2 separate regions of the Mus musculus genome follow, and region 2 is linked to region 1. Evidence: chromatin contacts called from public Hi-C data. All regions are on one chromosome and are shown on one strand. Each heading gives the region's core, a stretch centred on a gene start, on an enhancer-like site or on the middle of the called end of the contact. The rest is flanking DNA. Distances are from core to core; before and after follow the strand shown.

Evidence for each region. A called contact is a pair of places that touch in the nucleus more often than the background predicts.
Region 2: a contact with region 1 is called in a Hi-C map of regulatory T cells, with 2.4 times the contacts expected there. The contact joins the promoter of Cby3 here to the enhancer-like site in region 1. A contact is called at or near these places in 11 of 39 promoter capture datasets (the 3T3-L1 cell line, the C10 cell line, the HPC-7 cell line and 6 more), 3 of 15 datasets of contacts at CTCF or cohesin (embryonic stem cells, large pre-B cells and pro-B cells), 8 of 484 Hi-C or Micro-C datasets (the C2C12 cell line, embryonic stem cells, liver and 3 more), 2 of 115 datasets of contacts at active chromatin or transcription factors (embryonic stem cells and microglia) and 3 of 9 other capture datasets (adipose tissue, liver and pancreatic islet).

Annotation. Positions count from the first base shown.
Region 1 is chr11:50,106,159-50,110,873 of GRCm38.p6, reverse strand. It overlaps a transcript of Rnf130 not described here. Among named protein-coding and RNA genes, the nearest start is that of Tbc1d9b, 23 kb to the left of the region's middle. Within about 2 kb of position 2,628, at least 82 of the 459 cell types and tissues checked have an H3K27ac peak or open chromatin away from gene starts, as enhancers often do. A contact at or near this core is called in the HPC-7 cell line, adipose tissue, liver and 3 more, where this site is marked.
Region 2 is chr11:50,355,843-50,360,557 of GRCm38.p6, reverse strand. It overlaps Cby3 (chibby family member 3), which reads right to left and starts at 2,797. Exons shown (of 2, transcript NM_029691.1): 1 at 2,755-2,797; 2 at 856-1,518. The coding sequence starts at 1,304. The coding sequence ends at 882. It overlaps Mir804 (microRNA 804), which reads left to right and starts at 2,679; the gene lies at 2,679-2,773.

The sequences.
Region 1 (4,715 bases), core at 1,379-3,878:
ATGTTGGTGAACTTAATTTCCTATTTCTCATATCAATTTTAAATCGAAAGACATTGATCAACATTTAATCTTCAGAATTTATTGACAAAATTCCAGTTATTTTTATCATTACTTTAAAAAAGTTTTATTTTTATTAATGCGTTTGGGTCCGTATTAGAGTATGCCACATTAAGTGCAGATGCCCAAAGAAGCCGGAGAGGCCACTGGACTTCCTGAAGTTGGAGTTCCAGGCAGTTGTGAGGCACCTAACATGGCTGCTGGGAACTGAACTCGGGTCCTCAGGATGAATAGCCAGTGCTGTAAGCTGCTGCTCCAGCCCCCACAGCTACTGTTAAAAAATCACGGTACAAAGTACTAACAGAATTTGGTGTCGTTATCATTGAGAAACCTGTTTGTACATCTTGAGCACTTTTATGTATGTTTCATGGTGAAGGAAGTTTCCAGGACTTTTCCAGTCTGCAAGCCTGGAGCTCTAAAGCCATCAAACAGCTCTCCGTCTCCCTCCCTAGAACTCCGGATCTCACCATTTCTCCTGTGTTTCTTTGCAGTTTCTGACGTGTGCATTCATGATATGTCTTCATTCTTAGTATTGGGTGTTGGTGTCTCCTTGATCAGGAAATGACGTTAATTTCATTTTCTTTTTTAAAGAAATGCCTTTGGGCTTGATTGACTCGGCTGTGCGTTTGTCCTCCATTCATGACAGTCTATAGTTCCTTGAATTCAGTTTGATGCTCTTGAGAGAAAGGCCTAGAGCACTGGCTTCTAGCCTTTCTAGACTCATGGTCACAGATGTCTACCATAAAAAGGGCACCATACAAGTGGTAAGACATTTTTAGTATTTTAATCATCACTTAGAATTACACACTATTACCCTCTCTGTTATCTATTTCCTCTTGGATTTTCCATTTGTTATTATTTTCCTTATGTGTAAATATTTGTTTTTGATGAGGTTTCACTATATAGCCAGGATCCTCCTACCACAGCTTCCCAAATGCTGGTTGCCTACCCCACTGTGCCTAACTCAGCCTAAGCCAAAACTGTTTCTACACTGTAAGTCTAGTGACCTAGTAACCTTCTGAGACAATCAAAATTTAATTGCATTTCAACAGCTTTCCAGGGTCGTTAGATGAAGCAGATGCAAACATTGTTATCGTCTTTTGATGAAACTAAAAAAAAAAAAAACATTGCAAAGTGAAGGCAGACAGTCTTGTGCTCAGTGGTATTCAATAAGCCCTCTAAATAACTCAGATTTGACAAAACTTAAGAATTAGTTAGGAAAGGCTGGGGAGCGCAATCTGTTGCTAAGTGCTGAACTAGCATGCATGGAGCCCTGGGTTTGAGCACCATCCCTGGGAGGAAGTGGACAAGGAGTTTAAGAGGTCAAGCTCACCCTTGTCTACATGCGAAAGTTGAGGCTAACTTGGACTACCGGAGGCCTTGGCTCAAAACAACAAAAACAGCCCCCAAACTCTTCACTATGGAAACCTGTGTTCTGAGACTCAACAGTTGTTTACAAATCTATTATCTTGAATCTTCTTTTAAAAGACAAAGTAATGTTCAATATCTGCTGATTCTCATTTTTTTTAAAGGCTTGGATACTGGTCCAGGCCCTACTTCCAGGTCAGGTGACAGAAGGTTCATGATCGTAAGTCAGAAGGCTGTTGCGTCACTGTGTCTTAGGCTTCGTGGTTCCTGCTCGGGGGAGAAAAGCAGCACGGATTTCCACAGAAAGCTTTCCTCATATAAAGCAGTGGGAGGCAAGAGTGAGCCTTTCTAAGATTCTAAGCATTGGCTGTGAGTTCTCCCCGATAGAGTGACCTTTTGTACCTTCGTGGTGAACACAGCTCGGCCTACCCAGTGTTCACTTTGTGAACAGGAAGGAAATGAAGATGAGCTGTTAGACCTTAGTGGCCCAGAGACTTTCTTAGGCTGAATATGCCTGACAAGGCTTTCCCCTTTTCAATACCAGGAAAGGCTTTGCAGGATCAGCTTTTTTTTTTTTTTTTTTTTTTTTAAATAAAGGAAGGAAATCTGCAGAAACTACTGAGCCAGGCACCTTCACTAACACAATTTTTCAAATCTCCCAAGTCCTATATGCTGCTACAGTAGCCTATATACATTGGTGAGGAGTCTGGGGCTGCAGGAAGCTCAGTGAGTCAGGCAGGGTCTCATGCTTGCCTGCTGCACATTCTAATGCAGATCAAATCAACATAAAGTGGACACTGGGTCACAGGCCAGCTTTAGCTGTGGCGCAGGGAAAACGCTGAGATGGTGCAGGCTCAGTTTACTTTGCCTGGACAGGAACCTAGTGCCACAGGCTTCTGCTGCTTGTCCCCGACCCAAGCCGGGCTGCAGCACATTCACACCCAACATAAGCAGAGCGAGTGAGAAGGCAGTCAAGGCTCAGTTTCTGAGTTGTCTGCTGCTGTTAAGTCCAATTCTTAAACTCTGGATAAGGAATTTACTATAGTAAAACCAAACAACTGCAAAGGAAAACAGGGAAGGGCACTTGGGAATCTTTTCTCTGCTATTTAAAAAGTCTAAAGCTCGAAAGTTGCTGGCCAAAGGGAAATGAGGCTTGCTCAGGCTTAGTGGCTGCAGCTGCCTTTGGCCTGACACAGGACCAGGAGACTCTGCAAGTTCCTCTTTAGACACACCTCCCAACTCTGAATCCACTGATGCCAGAGCTTCTGTGACACAAAGTAGTCTTTAAAACATTTATTTTTGGTTTAAAAAACAAAAAACAAAACCCTAAAGTGAAAACAACTGTATGTTCTTCCCCAAGGATTTAGAGCTGAAATACCCACATCAGCCTAAACATGGTCACATTCTAAGTTTTAAAATACTACGTGAAAAAATTATTCAATTTTATATATTAACTATGCATATCCTGACTAATAAAAAATAAACAATTTTATTTTGATGCTAATTCTGTATTGGGCCCAAAGGAACAAAAAACACATTTTAATACACAACACACACACACACACACACACACACACACACACTTTCTTGGTTACTGAGATCACAATTAGAACACGAAAACAGTTAAATATCTAAGATACAAAATACCACATTCTTATCTCAGTTACTGATGACCTACACTTCCAGTCGTAACCTATAACTTTATTCCTTTTTATCTTTTAGTTCTTGCCAAAAATTATGCTTTATTTCTTGCAAAAATATTTAATAGTACTAATTTTTAGAGAAGCAGTATGTGATGCTAAAGACGGAGACTCTGTGGAGAGAGGAGCTACATTAAACAAGCAGAAACAGCAACACTGCTGTTTGAGTTCCTCCATTTTCTGATGACTATTTTGAAAGCAACAGCTGATCACAAATGAGAGGGAACAGCGGAGGCAGAATCACTTTGATTCCACTGGAATAAGATGAGGTGGCAGGGACCATGCTACTAATTCACCAAACTATACTGAGGAAGCTATCAAAGGTCAGCTGACAGCTGTGCCACTAAGGGTCCCCAACCAGTGAAGCTCAGTGTGTAGGAATGCAAAGAGCAAACTGTGGCTTAAACATTTCTCTGATTCCATGTGCATGGCATGACCCAATATGCAAGCCTATGTGTGTAAAACCTACACATAGGGAGAAGCAGAGGATTTTAACAACAGTCGGTGAAGAGTCAGTGCTCACAGTCTATGACGGGCAGAAGGGACAGAAGAGAAGCAAGGAAAAGAGAACTGAACACATTAACCAATTCGACACAGCAGACACTCACACAGCACTGTGCCTAGCAACAGCAGCATCCTCCCAGGTGCGCGCTGAGCGCCCTCTGCGACTGATGGGCTAGTAATGAAGCTTTGGTACAGTAAACAGGGTAAAAGGCACGAAAGCTCTCCACCTATTTCAACCAACCAACCAAGGTATCTGGAAGAATTTAAAACAAAATTGGAAATTTGTAACAGACTGGGAAAAAAAATCTATAAATACATAGGGTTTAAAGACTATAACTGCCAAATAATCAGTGTGTTGAAGAAATCACAGGGGGAAGAAGAAATCAGTAAATAGAAAGAAGTATGGCTAGAAGAGACAGAACTCAGAGGGAGACTTTTGGCTATAAGCACCTATACTTTAAAAAGAAGCCAAGCATGCAAAACCTGCCTACTGAGGATACTGAGTGTAAGGTTCACTGAGCTTATGAGTTCCAGTCCAGCCTGGCACATACAGACTGTTCCCAGATAAAACAACAACAAAACCCCCAAAATACCAAAAACTCCCCAAAGACCTCAGATCAATAACCTAATCTTTCACTTTAGAGAGGAAAACAGCCAGCTGTGTGTGGCAGGTGGTGCACATCTGTAGTGGAGCATTTGGAGGCGGCAGGTGTGGGTTCAGCCTGGTCAAGTTCACAGTGCCAGGACCACCAGAGCCATGAGAGAGGATGAGAGGTTGAGGGGTGAGCAAGTGAGCCCCAACAATTGCAGGAACCCTAACAAGTGCAGGAGCACACTAGAGAAACCCGAAACTTCCTAGGAAGAGGAGCCTGGACCATGTGGGTTCTCAGCATCTGAAGGACCATCGGCCCTTGTACTCTTCCTAACACAGAGGGCAGAGCTGGTGAGATCAGCGTTTACAACGATGCCAAAGCGGAGCAAAGAGCCAAGCTTATCTTACAAACTAAAGAAGTCGTCTGACAGTCCTAGCACACTGCAACGACACACTCTGTGAGTGAGATTACCCTAGGAATGTGAGGCTGGTTC
Region 2 (4,715 bases), core at 1,548-4,047, 250 kb before region 1:
GGTCTTTCCTACAAGGGATGTGCATTTGGTCACTAAAGAAGAGCCCCCCCACCCCGCCCCCAAAGAGTCAAATACACAAATACCGTGACTCAGCCTCTCCTGGGTATTATCAGCTCTTCTACAACATCCAGTATACTAGAAACATGTTTAAGTAGTTATTTGCTATTGGGTGTGGTGACACATCATTTTTATCAGAAAAAAATGGCAGTGGAGAAAGACAGGTGGATATTATGAGTTCCAGTCTGGTATACCTAACCCCATCTCTAAAATGAATTATAGTCCTGGAGTTTGAACATAGGGCCTTGTATAAATTAGACAAGTGCTCTAACACTGAGCTATGTCTCACTTTCCTGAGACACACTCACACACACACCATCTCACACATATATGCTATGTGTGGCCCCAATGCTTTTTTTTTTTTTTTTTTTTTTTTTAGTTTCTCTGTGTTGCTTTTGCTGGCCTGGAATTAGGTCTATAGAGGCTAGCTTCAAACTCCAGAGATCTGCCTGCCTCTGCTTCCCGAGTGCTTGGATTAAAGGCGTGCGCCACCCCTTCCTATACATTTTTTTTTTTTAATGCTGGGTCAAACAGAAGTCTTTATTCCACGTATGATAAAATCACAGTCTTCGCCAATAGAAAACAAAACAAAGAGTGTGGGAAAGCAGAACCTAAGGTTTGGAGAAAAATCCAAGCGCCCTCTCCCGCACTGCCCAAGCGTCTCACGCGCTTTAACTCCCCCTCCTACTTATCTCTGCCACACGCAGCTCCACCCAAGGAAAACCCGGATGCTCAAGGGAAGTGGACCACCCGGGCCACCAGGGCGGGGCGGGGCAAGGCGAGGCGCGTACTCGCGGCCCTGCTTTAGGTACAACTTTATTGCATCACCGCGACTCCAGAGCGCGCGGCTGGATTATAAGTACTCCCGCGCCCCTTTGCTTGGGCATCTTTCTCTTCCAGGAGCGCGCCGGGGCCGCAGGGTTGTTATCCGCGTCCACCTTCTTCTCCAGCAGTTGCATGCGCGCCGTAGTCTCTGTTAGCATGTCCATGAGCAGTTCTTGCTGCAGCTTCAGGTAGTTATTCTCTTCCAGCAGCACCTGGCTCTTAATCGGCTGCACTTGTGGCTTCCAGGCCGGGATGGTGGAGGAGGGCAGAGGCGTGCGCGCGCTTGCGCGCTTCCCCTCTGGGGTCCAGCGGCCGCCGCGGAAAACGAAGGCCTCGTCGCTCAGTCGGGTGCGCGGCTCGCCGTAGTTGAGCCCCAGTTCGGCCTGTCGCGTGCGGTGGTCCAGCAGATAGAAGGTGGACATGGATGAGATATGGCGCAGCGGTGGCCTCCGCGGCGAGAAGCGGCGCGAGAAGTGGTCGACCCAGAATTGCCTCACCTGTTTCCACAGGCGGCCCGCTTGGCTCGCCGCCAGGCACTCAAAGGCCTCCAGGGTGAAGGTGGTGTGGGCCACGCGGGGCGCGCGGGTGTCTGGAACCCTGATGTTCTGGAATGGTGAAGGCGAGCCAGTGGCACTGCTGGAAAGCAAATGGCCTGTGAGCGGCCTGCTCAGGCTAGACTCTGCAGTTGTAGGCTAGTAGGGGAGCCCATTCCTGCATAGTCACACCAGCCGTGTTCACCAAAATTACCTCCCCGGGACCCTTTATCTAGGATGTAGGTGTGTAAGAGATAATGTAGGGCTGGGCAGTGATGGCACATGCCTTTAATCCCAGCACTTGGGAGGCAGAAGCAGGTGGATTTCTGAGTTCGAGGCCAGCCTGGTCTACAAAGTGAGTTCCAGGACAGCTAGGGCTACACAGAGAAACCCTATCTCGAAAAACAAACAAAAAAAGAGATAATGTAAAGGCCCAGAAACCACGTTCTCTGAAATGCTGGAAGAGACCACAGGTAGGGGGCCACAAGTAGAGATCAGTAGCCAAGCAAGTAGGACAGGCCTTTTCTTGCTGACAGCTGTGAGGCAAAGGGCTGTCATGTTCCAGATGCATGAAAGAGCCGACAAATAGGATTGGTTCCGAGAATAGCAGAAACGTAGGCTAGAAAGGTGAGCCAGAGGGCATTTTTCGGTACAGTACAGGGAAATTGAACATTGTGGTTGTCATTCTTTAAGGGAGGCTGCTGATGGCTGCAAAGTCAGGGTTAGTGTGAACTCGGCAGAGCATCTGTCTGGTGAGATGTCTAGCACATTCTAGCACTGGCACCTGCTCCATGCCAGGTCTGGCCTGCACAGAGGATACCACAAGCACAGCCTTTGTCTATCCTCAAGATGTTCCTGGTCCAGCTGGAAAGGCGTGTATTAACATCCAGTGTAATCAATGACATCATAGGACAGACAGGTAGGTGCCTTAGCCTAGACCCATACTTAGCTTTCAAGTAACTAGAATGCTGCACACTAGAGTTAACTTTTGTTCCTAGCCAACTACTGATAGGAATCTAAAGCCCAGATAACTACCAGAACCCATCTTACTTGCTTCCTAACTCTTCTCACAACACCTATAAAGTGCTGATTCTACAGTGTGGTTTTTCAAATACCTCTCCTGCCATCGAGGGCAGGAGTGAAAACTGCTGTCGGGTTTCCTTTGCCACACCTTCATTAAACCCAACAGAATTGTGCAGGTGGGCAGAGACAGGTGTTCTCCCCCACCCCCTGATTTAACTCATGGAGCGAGTCTCTGGAAGTCCCTACACATCCATCTTTGAGGTTACAACTTCCCCAGTAGACTGTTTCCTGACATTCCTTGTGAGTTGTTCCTCACCTGGAAGATGTGGTGGCGGTGCCCAAGCTGCTGTCCCAGGCCTGGCCCCATTTCTGGGTTATGGCACCCACCTGTCTGCCAGCTGTGACTCACAATGCCTCCCTGCCAGGCCTCCTAGGGTAGAGGTGGTGTAGACAGTGAAGTGTGTTCAGTTACGGGAAGTTTCCGGAGCATTGACTGTGCTCCAGGCACTGTTCTGGGGGAGGGAAGACGTTCAATCATAAAATCGCACCCCTCATTTTGTTTAAATCTTTGTTTTGATTTAGGTCCTTTTGAGACAGGATAGCCCAGGTTACCCTGTAGCCCAGGCTAGTAAGAATCCTCCTGAGCCAGTCAGTGGCAGCAGGTGGGTTTCAAGAGTTCGAGGCCAGCCTGGTTCAAGGCTGCCAGGGCTACACAGAGAAACCCTATCTGGAAAAACAAAACAAAACAACAACAAAGGGATCTGCCTGCTTCCTGCCTTAGCCTTCCAGCCGGATTATAATCATATGTTTCTGGCTTCTATGTGGAAGGTGGGAGTATGGGTAGTGTGACCTCTGGCCAAAAGCTAACCTCCAGTATCTTCTTGATCACTCTTCACCTTACTTGTTTGTTTACTTATTATAAACATAAAGGCAGGGTATCTTTATGGAGTCCTGGCTATCCTGGAACTAGCTCTGTAGACCAGGCTGGCCTCAGACTCACAGAGATCCACTTGCTCTGCCTTAGAGTGCTGAGATCAAAAGTGCACCAACCTGCCTGGTCTTCCACCCTATTTTTTGAGTCAGAGTCTCACTGAACCTGGAGTTAGCAGAGTCAAAAGGCCAGCTGGCCAAAAAGCTGTAGGGATCTTCTACCCCCACCTTTGCCAGGGAAGTGTCTTCTTGGAGTTGTAGTGACATCAAAGGTGAGAGAGAGCTCCCAGAGATGCACTCTGTGAACAAGGTGGGAGTTGGGTACCACTCGACTTCTGGCCAGCTATGAAAGTCATGTGTTGTATTAATGAAGATAGGGCAGAGGGATCTTACTCATTCTGTCTCTCCCTTAAGTTCCAGACAGACATTGCTGTACCCTGCAGATTGTGTGTGTCAGTGTCCCGTGTCAGCACTGGGGTTAGAGATGCAGGCTGCCACACTCACTCAATCCCATGAGAACTGGGGTTCTGCACTCAGGGTCTCAGGCTTGTGCAGCAGGCCCCTCCCTCACTGAGCCATCTCAGGCCCCTTACTTGGGTTTTTGGAGACCTGATCTCACTTTGTTAGCCTAAGCTGGCTCAAATCTCCTAGGCCTAAGTGATCCTCCTCCCATCTTAGTCTCCTGAGCAGCTCCAGCCTATAGGCTGTGGCACACAGTACCTTAAGCCAACATTCTTGGCAATGGGGTGGATGGGAGGTGAGCATAAGGAATCTGGTATTGCTCTAGAACACATGTAGATTGCCCTCCAGGAATTTTAGTGCAACCTTAGTCCAGAGTGTAGCAATGGAAACTTTTGGGGGCAGATTGAGCCCAGGGCTTCCTGCATGATATTTGTATACTCTTCCAGTAACTTTTTAATTTTTTTCAAATCCTACTTTTAATGATTTTTTTAAAGATTAATTACTATACATAAGTACACTGTAACTGACTTCAGACACACCAGAAGAGAGTGTCAGATCCCATTACAGATGGTTGTGAGCCACCATGCGGTTGCTGGGAATTGAACTCAGGACCTTTGGAAGAGCAATCAGTGCTCTTACCCTCTGAGCCATCTCGCCGGCCCTTAATGGTGGTTCTTAAATGCTTTAACCTCCCTTGTAGCCCACCACCCACCAGAAGTAGTGGGAAAGAAAGGATTCGGGAGAAGTGGACTTGTTTAGAAAGGTTCTTTGGAGCCACTCCCATCTGGGTTGTCAGGAAATCAGCAGTTCAGTTCACTGGTCAGCAGCGGCAGCTCGATCCACTCACAAACACTTCACAATACACCAGCAGTCTAGTTTGGTGGA